2 separate regions of the Triticum aestivum genome follow, and region 2 is linked to region 1. The links are chromatin contacts, called in public Hi-C maps. All regions are on one chromosome and are shown on one strand. The core of a region is the stretch at or near the end of the contact, and the rest is flanking DNA. Distances in the headings are between cores, read along the strand shown.

Evidence for each region. Hi-C and Micro-C count contacts between places; a contact is called where the count stands out from the background.
Region 2: a contact with region 1 is called in a Hi-C map of leaf, with 6 times the contacts expected there. The contact joins the promoter of LOC123163909 here to the promoter of LOC123165779 in region 1. A contact is called at or near these places in 2 of 5 Hi-C or Micro-C datasets (both in leaf).

The regions. Positions count from the first base shown.
Region 1 is chr7D:265,511,300-265,516,167 of IWGSC CS RefSeq v2.1, reverse strand. LOC123165779 reads left to right here and starts at 1,458. Exons shown (of 2, transcript XM_044583511.1): 1 at 1,458-2,216. The coding sequence starts at 1,624.
Region 2 is chr7D:265,938,014-265,942,533 of IWGSC CS RefSeq v2.1, reverse strand. It overlaps LOC123163909 (auxin-responsive protein SAUR36), which reads left to right and starts at 1,302. Exons shown (of 1, transcript XM_044581315.1): 1 at 1,302-2,010. The coding sequence starts at 1,404. The coding sequence ends at 1,835. LOC123163910 (a long non-coding RNA gene) reads right to left here. Exons shown (of 5, transcript XR_006482074.1): 3 at 326-449.

The sequences.
Region 1 (4,868 bases), core at 209-2,708:
TACAGAAACCCGAGGCGAGATTTATCAGCATCGCCGTGAATCAACAACTTGTTCACTATGTCAATTTCTCCGTCGCCAGTTTTGTTCTCTTTTCTTGTTCCCGTGTCCTGGCATCCCTATGATCAAATCACACTGTGTCTGGCCAAACGATGATGGAAACTGTAACACTGAGAGGGCCCCAAGAATATCTCTCCATCGTCGGAGGAGCAAATCCCAATCTTGAGCTATCTAGTCCGTTGTCATACTTTTTCGTGAACCCATAAGCCGCTGTAGTAGCCACCGTGCTACAGATGACGTTTAATAAACCCCAAAGTTCAGGAAGCAAGTATGAAGGAACTCGATACTCTCATGCTCAAGGAAATTATGCAAACGTTTAACTTTCTTTGTGTTATAAACCGTTAACTTTTGATGAATGTATCTCATAGTATAACAACAGTTGGGTCTGTTCAACAGAAGTGTTCTTCTACCATCGTGTCCTTAAAGTTGCCGACATTCTCATGGATCCCAATAATTCGGTTTTTGTTTTTTCTTTAGTTTTTGTTACTTCTTTCATGGTTTCATCAGTTTTGTTTTTCTTTCTCATTTTCTTTTTTTGTTTATCTTCATTTTCAACGATTTTCTTTTCTTTTTCTTTGTTTCTTTATCGATTTCACTTTTTTCATTCTTTTGCACTTGTTTCTTCGGTTATTCTTTTTTTGGTTTCCTTTGTTTCTTTTTTGGGCTTCATTATTATTTTTCTTTGTTTCATTATCTTATTCTACATTTTCAAATGTGTCAAGAACATTTTTCTAATACACCCCAACATTTTTCGAAACACAAGTTTATCATTGTTGAATACATGACCAACATTTTTCTATACATATTTTAAACATTTTTCAAATGCTTGATTAATATTTTTCCAGTACAAGAATACATGGCAAACATTTCTGAACATATTTTTGAACATTTTCAAAAGCTTGATTAACATACCACGCAAAAAATGCTTGAATAAAAGTTTTTGAAATACAAGATTAACATTTTTTCAATACAAGGTCAACATTTTTTTATACACAATTAACAATTTTCAAATGGTTGATTAACATTTTTTTCAAATGGAAGATTAATATTTTGGAAGACATGGTCGAAAAAATTTCTATACAGTTTTAACATTTTTCAAAAGCTTGATTAAATAATTTAATACACATTTTAACATTTTTTCAAATGCTTGATTAACATTTTTTTCATACACATTTTTTTGTATAGATGCGAAACATTTTCTCTATAGACATTTAATATTTTTCAAATACTTGGTTAGCATTGGTTCCAAATGTTTTAATGTAATTGTTTTGTTAATATATTTATTTATAACGTACAAAGGTAAAAGAGTAAAGCAGAAAACGAAAACTAAAAACGTGAAAAAGAAACAATAAAATGTGGCTGTCGTCTCCCGTGCGCTTGGGCCCGCCCAATGCCGTGAATGCTAGTGGGCATTTTGGTCGCTACAGCCGAAGCAAGCCCAATAGTCTCTCTTGTCCCGAGTCCTTCGCCTGAGCCGCTGAACCCGAACCGATCCATTTTCACTCTCTAAACCCTACGCCCTCCTCCGCCGCCGCATCCGGCCACCCTTCGCCGCCGCATCCGGCCATGGGTAGCAGGCTGGGCCGCCGCGTGCTCCACTTCGCCAACCTCCCCATCAAGCTCATGCTCCCCCCAGCGCCCCTATCCTCCGTCCAGGAGTTTGCTGTCAGGACCGTCCCCTCCGCCTCCAAGGTCGACATCCGCCGCTGTCTCGAGTCCGTCTACGGCTTCAACATCGCCGAAGTCCGCACCCTCAACATGGAGGGCAAGAAGCACCGCCGGGGGCCCTTCCTCGCCGCCAAGCCAGACTACAAGAAGGCCTACGTCACTCTTCAGGCCCCGCTCTCCGTTTCCCCCGACATCTTCCCCATCGGCGCGATCCTCGGGGAGAGGGAGCGGAAGGCCAGCGCAGCCGCCGCGAGGAGGAAGGTCGTGGAAGGGGCAGAGGTCGAGGGGGAGAGGGAGGGGAAGGGGAAGCATTGGATGGAGGACGAGAGGGAGGGCTTCTCCAGGGCCGGATGCGGCAAGATCGTGTATGGGAACCCTGGGAGGTTGGGGAACAAGAGGAGGGGACGTGCCAGGGCGAATGAGCAAGCTGACGAAAAGGGGGGAAACTTCCCGTGGAACGGGATGGGGCTGGCTACCGAGAAACCTGCTAGGTGAGGACTCTGGATCTCTCTGTCTTTCTTGATCAAGTCATTATGCACAGCTCGTTTCAATAAGACAATACTATTATTCTGTCAATGCGAAAGAGGAGAATTTCTAGGCTTTTCTACCGTCAGAGAACAATTCTGGTGCTTCGTTAGTCTAGAGGAAATCAGGATGGTAATGGTAGAGGCAGTGCCAAATGCCTGTGCACTTACTAACTTAGTATGTTGCGGTCATAGAGTTATGCACTCCGATGAGGTTTTCTAATTCATACCGTTGAGTAGTTATGCGCTACTCAAACTTCCGCAGCTTCTTCGATGATTTCGCCCTATGGCTCAACGGTATGATGAACAATCTAGCAGTACTTGGTGATTAGCTGCAGGAAGAAGCCTCGGAGAAATTTCTCTGGGCTGTCTCGCCGCACTACTCGCATGTCGCCCTCTACATAGACCCCGTTTGACCACTCTGCACTCTCCATCGAGGAGCTGACGAGATGGTTCAACACGGCAGAGGTACGACACAGGCTGGATGGATCTAGCCAGGGCGGCAACTGCCTCGTGCTAGCTGAGGAGCAGTAGGTTGTGCGATAGTATAGGTACATTCAAGGCGGGTTCTCTGGCAGCAGCAACACCTCAGGCAACAATAGCTCTTGCCGTGGTGGTGGTGGTGGTGGAGGGTGCTCCCGCGCTAAGTTCAGCGCCGGACGCAAAAGCCAAGGTCAGCCGAGTAGCAGCGGCCGCGATAAGTGTCGCTATTGTGGAAAGCTAGGCCACTGGGCAAGTGATTGCCGCAAGAAGCAGGAGGAGGCTCACCTGGTGTAGGCCGACGAAGTCGACGCTGCTGCTGCTGCTGCTGCTGCAGGAGTGCACAACACACCTTGCCACAACAGCGCAAAGTCCTGCCATGGTAGCGGAATCGCCCAAAACATTGCAATGACAACATCCTTATCAACAGTCATCGCGGTAGGAAATCCTGCCATGGCATGGCTTTTGCCCCGAAAGGCTGCAATGGTAGCAATCGTGCCCAATGTTGCCATTGCAGCAACTCCGTTCCAGCTGCCATGGCAGAGTACGAGCGCCTCTTCCTCAATGAAGAGTGAGCTCGCATCAAGCTTCAGCATGCCCCTGGTGACGTTGATGTGCCCTGGTACCTCGACATCGGTGTGTCAAACCAAATGACTGTCAACGTGTCTGTCTTCGTCAGACCACATGAAGCAGTATGGTGATGGGCACGGTGAAGTTCGGCGAGGACTCTATGGTGGAGGTATGTGGACAAGGCATTATCTTGTTCGCCGCGACGGGTAGCCACCACTGCGAATTAAAGAACGTGTATCGAATTTCCCGTCTGGAGAGCAACATCGTCAACATTGGGCAGTTTGACGAGATTGGATACTCGACGCACGTGGAGCATGACGGTGCACGGTCCGCAAAAGAACCTCCTTGCCAAGGTAAAGTGTCCCCTAAGCACATGTACACCATTCATCTTTGACCAATGGGGAAGCTGGGATTGGCTGCGAGGAGCAGACCTACCTGCAAGCACATCCTTCACATGTCACAGTCAAGTAAGTACTTGGCACCCAGCACACCCGAGGAGACGCACTAGATGTCGCGGAGGACCAGGGAGAGGTGCCTGGCATGATAATATCTCCTGGCAGAACGTTGTCATGTTGGTAGAAAAGGTTGCTATGGCACTTGTTTCATGCGGAAGCACTGTTGTTGATCGGTTTCGCCCAAGAATGCTGCCATGGCAGCATGGCGACAGTGACTGCCGCGACTATTGCCACGACAACAAGAAGCGGCTCCACGGCAACCCTTTCGCCCTCACTGGTTAATATGGTAGACCTCGACACGGCAACCCTTTCTCCCCAACTGGTTAACATGGTAGACCTCGACTCGGCGAATTTATCTTTTGGCATGCCACCCTCGTCGTCGCCGGCAAGTATGCACTTGATGACCATGCGCTCATGACGGTATTGTGCAACCCAATATGCAGTTCAACTACAATGTCCCGCCGGATGATGGAGAGCTGCACCTCGTGGCCGAGCAGCACACGGCCTAACTACACGCCTTGGATGAGGAGACGACATCCATTGAGGAAAAATGCGTGGCTCCTCATTGACCTCCCTTCTAGCCTTGGTCCCATAGGCCTGAAGTGGGTGTACAAGGTACGGTGGCTCCTCATCGAGCTCCCTTCCAGCCTTGGTCCCATAGGCCTAAAGTGGGTGTACAAGGTCAAGAACACGAAAACGGTGCGGTGCTCCGGCACAAGGCGCACCTTGTGGCAAAGGGTTGTGTGCAGTGCCAGGGGGTGGACCATGATGAAGTGTTTGCCCTTGTCGCTCGTCTTGAGTCTGTGCGGCTTTTGCTAGCTCTTGCAACGCGCGCCGGCCGGGGCGTGCACCAAAAGGACGTAAAGTCCACCTTCCTCAACGACAAACTTGAGGAGGAGGTTACGTTGCACAATGCGGGGATACGCCATTTTCGGACAAGAGAGGAAAGCGCTACACCTTGACAAGGCTCTACGGACTGAAGCAAGCACCACGTGCTTGGAACTAAAAGTTCGATCGTGTCCGTTCTCACTCTGTTTCGAGCGGAGCACCAGAGAGCGCGCCGTCCAGGTTCGCGGCTGGCAGCACCACGTCTTGTTTGCTTGTGGTGTCCGTG
Region 2 (4,520 bases), core at 53-2,552, 430 kb before region 1:
TCGTGTACAGTAGTAATGAAAACTCTTAGTGCTAAAATCAAGTAGTATAATGCATTTGAAATTGATCATTGTTGGAAGTTACAAGGTCATGGGCAATGAATAGAGCGGGATTGCATGTTTACAGAGTTGTAGAAAGTTCATTGACATCCTATGGAATTTAGACACCCATACTATCAGGATTAAGAAATGAAGAGGCAGATGTGAAGCTGTTTGTGATTAATGTCTTCCTAATCTAAATATGCTGTGATATTGTTATGGCAACTAGAACACCACAAGGTTCTTGTGTATCTGAAACATAGTACAATCAAAGGGAAATGTGGTTTACTGGTTAATTGTATCACCCAAGGGCAGATCGAAGCTGCAAGTTAACTGTCGGCACATTTCTATACTACACACCATTCTAGAAAATATGATGATAGCTGAATCATCTTGAGCCAATCACATAGCACCTGAAACAAAAAGGGGCAGGAGGGAAATCAGCAAAAGCAACATAAAATGCTTTTGTAAAAAAAATAACTGGAAAAACAAAAGCTGCAAAATAACGCACAGAAGGGGCAGCAAGTTAGTAAATATGTTTATTACCTAATATAAGGTACGTTGCTTCAAACACAATTCTCAGTAAACTAAAGGACGGGTCCTACTATCTTGTACAGCTATCTCAAACCTGAACCCACTATCACGTACCAAGCTAGCAAAGATGGCTCCACCATGTGTGAGAGACAGTGGTCCTATGCATTTAGTCGGGAAAGTATCCAGTGCTCCCAGCCTTGGGGTACTCCCAATGCTCCAGTGTCAAAAGGAATTTTTAAATGTTTCAAAAATTTCCGGGAAAAAATGAGAATGTTCACAAGGAATGTCACTACATCACCTAAAAATTTTAAGTCCAAAATCGAAATGTAGATTGAGAAACAAAAAAGAGAGATACAGATCTGAATAGTGTCAATGTTGCTTTTGTCTCTTCTTTACACTATTCATGCTAGATTTCACATTTTTCTTTCTCAATGTGTGATTCAAGTTTGGACCTGAAATTTTTAGAGCTTGTAGGTACATTCACAGTTTTTTCGGAAATTTTTGAAACATTAAAAAAATGTTTATTAACATTGGAGTACCGGGAGTACCCCAAGGCTGGGAGCACCGGATACTTTCCCGCATTTAGTCCTGCAAAGTTGCAACCACGTACAGATAGGAACATCCCACCAAGGGAGTTCATGGTCTTGTCCCCTGACGATTTGCTATCTATGATAATTGTGGAAACGAAGATGCAGATTTCCCACCAGACCTGCCCACTATAAATATATGATCATGGCACAAACCATCGACAGAAACACACACAGACCGACTTTTTTCTCTGATCATTCCATCTCAGAGTCACAGCCCATCTCCTTGAAACAAAACAAGCAACCATGATCAGCTCCAGGAAGCTAGCTCAACTTTCCAAGAAGTGGCAGGGCATTGGCGCCATCGGGCGAAGGTTCGCAACGTCAGACAAGGATATCCACCCATCATGCAGCTCAGTCGCAGGCAAGGGCCACTTCGTCGTCTACTCTTCCGACGGGAGGCGGTTCGAGATCCCCCTGGTGTGCCTCCGCACAACAGTCTTCGAGGAGCTCCTGAGGATGTCTCAGGAGGAGTTTGGGTTCACAAGCGATGGGAGGATCACGCTGCCTTGTGATACAACGACAATGGAATATGTGATGTGTTTGCTAAGGAGAGAGGCCTCCCAAGATGTTGAGAGGGCACTCCTCAGTTCCATAGTGACGACTTGCCACCGCCCAAGCAGAGTGATGCAACCAAACAGCGGACTTAACCAGCAATTCGCTGTGCACAGCTCCTGAAAAATGAAGATCTTGCGGCTTCTTTCTTTTTTCAACTTCCATCTTTTTTTTCCCGGACGTACTTTTGGAGCACACTTCTGTGCGGCTTTTTTCCAATTGTCCCGTGGATGTACAGATGGATGCATGTAAGAATAATCACATTGTGATTTCGAATACAAGGATCAAGCTTACCACATTGAAACAATATCTAACAACTTTTTTTTTCTTTCTCATTCCCAAATGCATCTACATACATATCATTTTGTACTACAAGTAACGCCAAGACACACGTTTTAGAGTCTATACAGCGAAGGCAAAAAGGCAAAACAAACGAAGAGAAACTATATTGTTACTACTAGGTTGTAATAACATTATATTATAGGAAGAAGGGAGTACTGTTTTAGAGTCTACAATATTCTTTTATGTATGGATGCCATCAAAGAAGTGAGTTGCAATACCAAATGCTGTATGAAATTGTAAGCAAGTTGCTTGAATCAAGAAAGACCTTCCAACTGGATTTAACGTCGGAAAAAATCTGTACCAAACCAGCAGATCCAATTCTTTATACACAATTAACAAGAGGTGCTGCTTCTGTAAACCTCCTACAAAATCTGGAGCCTACAGGCTGCAGTACTGATATTTGCTAGTATACCACTGAGAAGCTCATGAAGTGACTGACCTTCATAAGTTTCAAATAAGAAAAATGAGCTTCATCATCCAAGGAAGCCCCTGCGGAACATCCTAAGTAACCTACTTCTGCAGTATGCATGTATCCAACCATCTAACCACCACGTCTCAGCTAGGACCTCTGCAAGGACCACGAGTGCATGCGCCAACTGCAAATTGGCCCAGTACTATCCAATTTAAATCACATTGCCTCCATTGTAGCGAACAATGCATGCATAGACTCATGGCCTTGTTTGCTCACCAACTACTGTCATTGATTACTACGCGTAAGTCATGGACCATTTGTTCACCTACCAGATATACATTAGATTCACAACCAAGGAATATCCTCATTTCATCCATAGAATAGCATTCCAAATACGAAAAGCCTAGATCTGATAATACGATGTGTTTATCTTCAGTCCGTTCCCTCCTAAACCATAACAGGAACAAATTCTTTTAGCTTCTCAACAGAAAAATGCTTAAGCACAACAAACCACATCGATGACAAATTACTTGGCAAGGTTTAAACTTATGTTCAGATCTTAACCGTTGATCCTTCCTGAAGAGTATCACCTGAAGCCATGTGACCAATAAACCCTATAGTGGTATGGTAATAAGCACAGGATTGGGCTGCATGCATACAGAGCCATTGGGAAGTTTGACAAAATCCTGTGGAATTTAAACACCCTAGACTAGTGGTAGAAACATAGCTGTATTTATGTATGTAAGTAATTGGTGTTTTTTAAGTCTTAACCTAATAACAGTAGTACTGCTTGGCCAACCCCCCAAGGTTCCTGACTCCAAGCCTATAGGAGAATCTAAGCGGAAATACGAGTTTTTGTATCAGCTGAAACCTGAATTAAAAGGTTTAAATAGGAACATGGAACCTCTAGTTTGCTCAGATTATTGTATTACATTTACATGATCCACCTTTCTACAAGATGTGGTGATAGTTAAGTCATCTTGAGTCAATCACATGACACTTGCAGCGAAAGGGAGATGAGGAAAATCAGTAAATGCAGCAGAGTAACTTATCTAAGATTTCCTGAAATCGTAAGATGGCGGAATGATGCAATGCACCTCATGTTAAGATAACACTGAACATGCGCAATGCAAAATTAATCAGGCACGCAAAAACTAAATAATAGCATATAAAAGGGCCAATATGTCAGTAAATATATTCATTATCTCAAATCAAGCTAGTTAAAGGGCTGTACCCAAAACTTTGTACCGCTGTGTGCGCATGTTAAAGCTCAACCAGCTGTGATGATGAATTATGCACTTAGCCAGCAAAGATGGCTCCACCATGTGAGAAAAATGGTCCTGGGCAACAAATCTTGCAAGTTGCAACCACAGATAGCAACATCACACCAAGGGAGATCATGGCGTTGTCTCTGGAACACTTGGTCTTTGTGATAGTTGTACAAGATTCAGACCCTACCATGACACACGCGCCCTATAAATACATGATCATGGCACAAACCATGGCCACACACAAGCTGACCTTTTTTCTCTGATCATTTCTTCTCAGAGACACATTCCATCTTCAAAATCAAAACAAGTGATCATGATGAGCTCCAAGAAACTAGCTCAACTTTCCAAGAAGTGGCAAGGAATCAGTGCCATCGGGCGAAGAAGGGTCACAACAACGGACAAGGATGTGCACCCATCCTCCAGCTCAGTTGCAGGCAAGGGCCACTTCGTTGTCTACTCCTCCGACGGGAGGCGCTTCGAGATCCCCATAGCGTGCCTCAACACGATGATCTTCGGGGAGCTCCTGAGGATGTCGCAGGAAGAGTTTGGGTTCACAAGTGAGGGGAGGATCACACTGCCATGTGATACGACAATGATGGAGTATGTAATGTGTTTGCTCAGGAGAGAGGCCTCTGAAGATGTTGAGAGGGCGCTTCTCAACTCCATTATAACGACTTGCCACCATCCAAGCAGAATGATGCAAGCAGCCACTGGACTTCACCAGCAATTTGCTGTGCGCAGCTCCTGAAGAGTGAACATCTCCAGATTTTTCTTCCTGTTTTT